Linked DNA regions of Triticum aestivum: region 2 is linked to region 1. Evidence: chromatin contacts called from public Hi-C data. All regions are on one chromosome and are shown on one strand. The core of a region is the stretch at or near the end of the contact, and the rest is flanking DNA. Distances in the headings are between cores, read along the strand shown.

What was found. Hi-C and Micro-C count contacts between places; a contact is called where the count stands out from the background.
Region 2: a Hi-C map of leaf shows a contact between it and region 1, with 4 times the contacts expected there. The contact joins the promoter of LOC123128562 here to the promoter of LOC123128556 in region 1. A contact is called at or near these places in 2 of 5 Hi-C or Micro-C datasets (both in leaf).

The regions. Positions count from the first base shown.
Region 1 is chr6A:565,494,679-565,498,533 of IWGSC CS RefSeq v2.1, reverse strand. LOC123128556 (soluble inorganic pyrophosphatase 6, chloroplastic) reads left to right here and starts at 2,207. Exons shown (of 5, transcript XM_044548591.1): 1 at 2,207-2,701. The coding sequence starts at 2,313.
Region 2 is chr6A:565,726,689-565,730,282 of IWGSC CS RefSeq v2.1, reverse strand. It overlaps LOC123128562 (transmembrane emp24 domain-containing protein p24delta3), which reads right to left and starts at 1,328. Exons shown (of 4, transcript XM_044548598.1): 1 at 1,021-1,328. The coding sequence starts at 1,224.

The DNA of each region.
Region 1 (3,855 bases), core at 958-3,457:
ATTACACCGTACGCTTGTTCTGATAAGAACATGTTCTGATGAAGTATCCTCGTGCTGCAAAAGGCTTTGTTCTTGCTGATTTTGACTGTTTGTTCTTTAAGTTCAGAGAAGGTGCTGCACTTTTCAACCCTGAATTTACCATATGGTTTGAGGTTCAACCCTGAACTTAAGCTTACTGCACAACCTTCAACTTTCGATACGGGTTAAGTTGCAACCTCAAAGAAGATTGGAGAAGGTGTTTTTGCGTGACATGGCATCCATGATGTGGCATTTGCCCACCAGCAAGAAGAATCGATCATGACCTTGTAGGCAGAAATAACCTGCTATTTGTTTTATATATAAAAACTCTTATTTAAGTTCAAACAAGTGCTGAAAAAGATATTTTGTGATTTTTGTGCAAAATTTATTTCATCATGAAACTTTACAAACATGCAGAATGCATCCATATGTACACGTGTATTTTGCTGAAAATTTTAAAACAAAAAACTCACCTTTTGAATCTTTCAGAAAAAAAGACTTCATAAAGGCCGAGCTCCAATACCCACAAGAAAAAGACCGAGCTCCAATAGCAATTTCCACTATTTGCCTTCTATTTTTCATGAGTAGACCACAATACGATAACCATTCATTGTTCTTTTTTTTTCAGAACAAACACCCACGGAAAGACCCAAACAAGAAATAAGAAAATACATCATAGTCTTCACAGTCTTTCAACTCCATTTTATTAGCAAACGTCACTGACCTCATCATCGCAGAAAACTATAGTAAGGAGCAGTTGTAAAAATCGCACTGGAATATCTATCAACAACACACACCACCATGTGCTAGAGGAATCGCAATAGAAACATGCCGCGAGAGGCATGGAAAATTACACGCTAAAAGAATGTGGGTCAACAACGCATACCGAGAATAAGTTGTTGGAGATTTGTCGCGGAACCACCAATGGGAAGGAAAAAGAACAGACATATGAGGCATTACAAAAGAGAGGAGGCTTTCTCGTTCCACCTTCACACTCACCTAGATCCAACATTGGGATTGACCATTTTGACCGCCATCGTCGGTACCATCACATCACCCAAAATATCTGGTTACCCATATCCACGGGACGAGACCACACCCTGACAAGCCCGCCACTAACATTGGAAAAAACATTTTTGAGACGGAAAGGAGGCCATAGGGACTTATTCCATCTTCACGATGTTTTTGCCACCTCAACATCTCTGCGGCGTTGTCGCCGCCAAGACACATGAACAAAAACCTACATGGACTGAAAATACACATCACATGAAGAACCGATTCGTCTCCTCACGCCTAAATGGCAGTTGGAGGCAGAGGGGAATAGCTAGCGGCCTTGCTGGAGAAGAGGGAGAACCCCTAGCCACCTTGTGTGGGGGAAGGAGAAGGAAAACGAGAGGCGGCTAGGTGAGAAACAATCATTGTTTGGCGTCCCATGTGTCCAAGTAATGCTAAATTGTTCTCTGAGTGAGATCGTCATAATATACTATCAACAATGAGGCGCATATGGTGATTTAGTCGATCTTGAAACTTCGCAACTCTATTCATTAGTAAGTAATGTGTGATTGTATGCACACCTATGTGCACTACAGCACTAGTGTTTTCTATCTATACATGTGAAAAGATGACGATAACATGAGTTATTTTCCTTCAGATTCTAAGGCCCCGCTTGGTACAAAAGACAAGCGTAGAAATTTCAGAAGATAAGATTCACATAGAAAATATTTCTGTGGTAACATTTGGAACAAAGAAATTGTTAATCTACATTTCTTTGATTTTTTTTCTATGGAATGGCCTATTCCATATAAATTTTGGAGGAAAACCATACATGAGATCTTACTTCATTTTCTTTCTCTTTGTGTCCACAATTCATCTGTTTTTTCTACGTGCCATCCAAACAACAACATTCTTGTGCATTTCTAATTTCTGGTGTTCCAAACGGAGAATGATTGTTTTTTTAGTCCAATGAGTTTTTTTAACACAATACAGATGGGGAATTGAGGAAAGACGACGAATGGAAGCACGTACCACACTGGGAGCCCATTTTTTAGCCCAGCATCCAAATGGGCCTAGGCGTACCCTACGAACAAGGCCTGCACGTGGCCCATGAAAATATTCTCGAGATCTGTCAGGATAGGGCCCACCTAGCACAGCCCGTAGCCACCACGCAAAATCCGCAAAAAGTTTCATCGCCTCGTCATCCGCAGCTCCACTTTCCAGTCCGCAGTGACCGCCGCCGCCGCCACCTCCACCCGCTCCTCACCTACCCCGGCGGCGACCCCCCAGGTACACCCCGAATGGCGACGGCGGTCACGGCGTCGGCCACCGCGGCGACCCGCTTCACGCGCCTGGCGGGCGTCGCCCTCCGGCGCAGCAGCTGCCGCCCCCGCACCGCGGTGCGCTTCCAGCGCCCGGGGCTCACCACCACCGCGCTCCTCAGGCCCACCGAGCTCAAGCCCAAGGACCAGGGCCAGCCCGAGACGCTCGACTACCGCGTCTTCCTCGTCGACGGCGCCGACCGCAAGGTGTCCCCGTGGCACGACGTGCCGCTCCGCGCCGGGGACGGGGCGTTCCACTTCATCGTGGAGATCCCCAAGGAGAGCAGCGCCAAGATGGAGGTCGCCACCGACGAGGCCTACACGCCCATCAAGCAGGACACCAAGAAGGGCAACCTTCGTTACTACCCGTAAGGACTCTGAAACCAAGGAAATTTCGACCCCAAATGCCATAATTTACGTTATTGCTGATAAATATTGCGTCTTCCGTGTCACACAAATTTAAGTTGGGGCTATATTAGCGAGCGAAATGATTGGGATTGTTTAGTAGAGGGCTAGAGGCCAGATGTCTAGAGGCAAATTGATTGCTGTTCTGATGAAATTGGGGGCTGTGAGGCCCTTTTAAATGGAAAGAAGTAGTGGGCTAGAGGTTTCATCGACAAGAAGAGAATGCCATGAGTTTACCAAATTTCCAAGCTTATTACTCCTATCTTAGGAACGAAGAATGTAATAGATTAGAGATGAGTAACAGTTGTTGACTTACTGCTGCACTACCAGAACTCTTATTTCGGTTTTGGTTCTAGTGCCTTAAGAGGATAAAACAGTGTGTTACAAAGAGGGAGGATACCATCCCCATGATATGAATTTGGTGAAAAAATATTGGCGCCTTTACAATTTTAGTACTCCCTCCTATCCAAATTAATTGTCGCAGCTCTAGTACAACTTTGAACTAAAGTTGTACCGAAGATGTGACAATTAATTTGGGTCTGAGGGAGTAGCAAAGTTTATGGTTATGGTTTTTAGAAATTTAGTGGCCATGAGAACTAAGTTGGAGATTACATCCTTCTCATGAGTTTGGCTGGTATAATTCAATTGCCGTAATGGGTGGCTCGAATTTGTGGTAGGATTAAGAGAGTAGTTGTAGTCTCCAGTCAAATGTTTACAGTCTTTTTCGCCTTTATGGCTGAGACTATGGAATTATTGGTGAGTAAATATGTCTGTTGTCTGGCCTAACCTTAAGGGTTACAATTTTATGCAAATTGGCATATATGAAGATGTATTTCGTGTACTTTCTGGCAATTTGATGATCCTTTGTGGAATTGCTGGCAGACAACTTAACCTTGATTGAAAGATTTGTAAGTGACAATATGAAGAGAAACACTTGCACTTGTACTGATAGTTCATATATGTGTTCTAGTGGTACCAACTAAAGTGTTGTGGTGGAATGTCTACAACTAAGCTTTTTATTGTCACTGTTGATTGTCATTTTGTGTTTATGAAGACAAACACATGATCTTTGCTTGTCATTGTTCGTAACTGTAAGTGGCAATATGAAGAGAAATAC
Region 2 (3,594 bases), core at 79-2,578, 230 kb before region 1:
GGACTATAGGACTAATTCTTCCACTATTATACTGCAAATTGTCTTGATGAGTAAAAAAAAAAGCTGGCCAAGTTCTTAATGATAAGAAGCTAACATTTATTCATCAGCTGCAGGACTAAGTACTGTTCAACATGTAGCACAAATCAAAGTAAATTTTCCAATCACAGCAGAAAATATGGGTAAAACATCTGATCATGCTTCTAGATAGTTTTCAGTTATAGTGACAAACAATGGGCCATGGATGCAATATATCTGATCACGAAATAAACAATCTCTTCACATAACTAAAGCTATAAGATTCGACATATACGTCCATATAAAGTAGCATCAAATGTGTCTACTTGTTTGCAAGCTTGCACATTAAGTCTGCCCTTTATTTAATTTGCTCTGTCATTCCTTTTGCAACGATGCATTCTTATTAGTCACCTTTTTTACGCCTCACACCCATGAGATCTTATAAATAAAGAAGTCGGTAGAAAAGCAAATTCAGAATCCTGTGAGCCGAATCAGCCGGTTTATATATATGCTGCGGCGAGTGATGTCCTGGAAGGAAACCACCATGGCTTTAGACAGAAGGAATCACCGAATCAACATGGTTCAATTAACCAGAGAAATCTAGTGATCTCATCGGACCGAGCACCACAGCGTCATCGACTTAAAGAGCCGAGCAAATCTTGTTAAAAAATAGCAGCCAGATATTCTAGAACCATCATTCATTCTACTGTCGTCATATCGCACAATGAAAAACATATCTGAATAGACTGAACCATATGAGCACTGCGACATCATTCACACTAGCTCCGGTTCCAATCAACCGTAAATCTGCGTGCCGCGGCAGCCGCAGGCCGCAGCAAAACCAGGACCTCTATACCGCTGCTCCCCCCGACACACAAATCTAGTACCGCGTGATCAACTTGATTCGTCCAGATTATCGATCCGAGATAAATGAAAGCAATCCATCGCGCAGTGGAATCTATCTATCTGTATGGAGCACGAGGCGGGTAGGCAGCGATGGATTACCTTGACGGCGATGGTGGGGTGGGCGGAGGGGTGGGACTCGTACATGAGGGCGTAGTCGGCGAGCACCACCACGTTGGCCTGGATCTCCTCCGACACGCACTTGGTCCCGGTCTGCGGCATGTCGAGCCACACGGCCTCCGCGCAGATGGACGCGGCGGCGAGCAGCAGGGCCGCCGCGAGGGCTAGCGCCGCCGGCGCGGGCATCGCCGCCGATCTGGGAATCTCCGCCTCGCGGTGTCGGGCTCGGGGCTTTGGGGAGGGGGAGGGAGCTGCAGTCGTGTGGGGTGGGCGATGACGTGGGTGGGAGGCTCAGTCCTGGCGGCCGTGCTACGGGGGATAAGCTAGGGGCATATCTGGAATTCTTTACTTCGGTTTTTTTTTTGAGCAAATTCTTTACTTCGGCTGAGGGTGCACGTTTTTTTTAGGGGCGGCTGAAGGTGCAGGTGAAGTAGTCTGGTTGTGTGATGGGCTGATGGCTCTGCCTCTATGGTAAGTGGGCCTGGGGACAGGGAGTTTTAGCTCCCAAGCTCAGTAAACATTAAATTTTCCCCTAAAAAGCAAAAATTAAATTTTAATAATAAAAAAATACTGAAAAGTCATTTTGCCAAACAGAATTGAGTGTCCTGCATTCATATACATTTAGGTGAAAAAATGACATTCGTGGTGCTGTGTAAAAAAAAATATGTGCTCCGAAAAGGTTATTTGTTAAGTTTTTTGGGGCACCATTTGTTTCTCCGAGTGTTATGAATGTCAGTTCATCACATTTTTTTTGCATGTATGTACAACACTTGAACATGTTTGTTGTAAAAAAAACCAGTTTTTTTGTTGCTATTTCTTTTAAATTTGTTGTTCATCCATCGCTTATGACTCAAGCTGGTGACGCGGATGGTGCAGCCATCAAAGCAACATTTTTTTTGCTGCCGTTGTAGCCAAATATACCATTCTTTTTTTTGCCAGGGTGACAACCCTGAAGTTAGTTGGAAACAAACATACCGTCTGACCATGAAGATATTATTCACATACCTAATTCATACTAAATTTTCTTTAAAAAAATATTTATCCATGTGTATTTAAATATGTATTAAAAAATTATAGACTATAGACACATGTCTTAGGGGTTCCATGTCTTAGTAGCATGGAAGCATTTAGGAGACAGGAGCACCTCGTATTTTCTCCATTTCAGTATCTCTATTCCGGACTGGGATGGTGATTAGTCAACAAAGATATAAACCCTCTGTCTCATAATATGAAAGCGTTAGTGTAAAAAATGCTCTTATATTACGGAACAGAGGGAGTATTTTTTATCCCCGCAACCTCATTCATCTTTTTTTTAATGAATCAAAGAGGTTGTAAGCTAGAAAAACTAAACCCGTATACAACACCGGTGCTAACACATGTGGCTCAAGGAAAAAAGTTGTTTCTTTATGACACTGGTTTGCGCAGGTGCTTTGGAAGGGGTATCAGAAGCAAAGTTTAGCTTCCTAATGCTTAGGGGAGATAACCGTTATCCTGATTTCACGGGTGCTACAATCAATCGCTATTAAGCACCCATGCGAAGCACTCTTTTTAGAGGAAAATGGCTTTTGTCCCGGACCCGCTTCCATTTCATCGAAATAAAACCATACAGATATGTGAAGCACTCTGCGTTGTAGACAAACTTTATTTTTTGATGTAATAACATTCTCTCTTCAAGCACCGGTGCATAAGCATCCAACACTATACACGGCCTAAGTGTGCTGCTCACTTTGGCTAACACTTGTCATTGCCCATTGGTGACACTTTTTTCCTTCGACTGTATAGTACTCCCTCAATATCGTGTTAAAAAACATATTATATTTTCATACGGAGGGAGTACTTTTCCATTGATTGAAAACCCTCGGAGAAAATGATCACATAAACAAAGAAATTATACGGTATGAAATAGCAAAAAAGCTGACTAGTTCGATTCTAAAAAAACTGATAATAGATATTTTATTCTGCAAGAGATATTGAGATATTCAATATGTGAATCAGATTGGATTTTGACACTGACGGCTTACGTTGGTTGACATGGGAGCGTTTGCCGAAAGCTCTCTGCAGTCTGACGCATGAGCTGATCCGCGAAAAGGAAACGTAACAGAATCCTCGAGACGTCAGAGTGCCGAACGAAGCATATATGCGAACCTCGTCACTCGAAGCTAATACCAGAAGTAAGTTTCACGCGTAACGTCGACGCGAACAGAAGCTTCAGCTTGAATCTGTCGGACAGTCCCGGCTACATGCATGCCAGAATCAGTTCGGCGTTCTGATCCATCTCCCGCTCGATCTCTCCAAGAAACCATGTCGATCCATCGATCGATCGACCAAGGAGGTCCTGAATATCTCTTCACTCACGCACGAGGAAGATAGGGAGGTACTGTGCTACCGTGAGTGTGACACAAAGAAGATGAAGAACTAACTTGGCCTGCTTGCCGGCGGCTCCGACGATCCGGGCATATATGGTGGTTACTTTTGATTGATTGGTTTACTCTCTCTTTTTGCGGGAGTGATTGATTGATCAGATTTGCTAGAACTCATCTAAATGAGATTTAATTT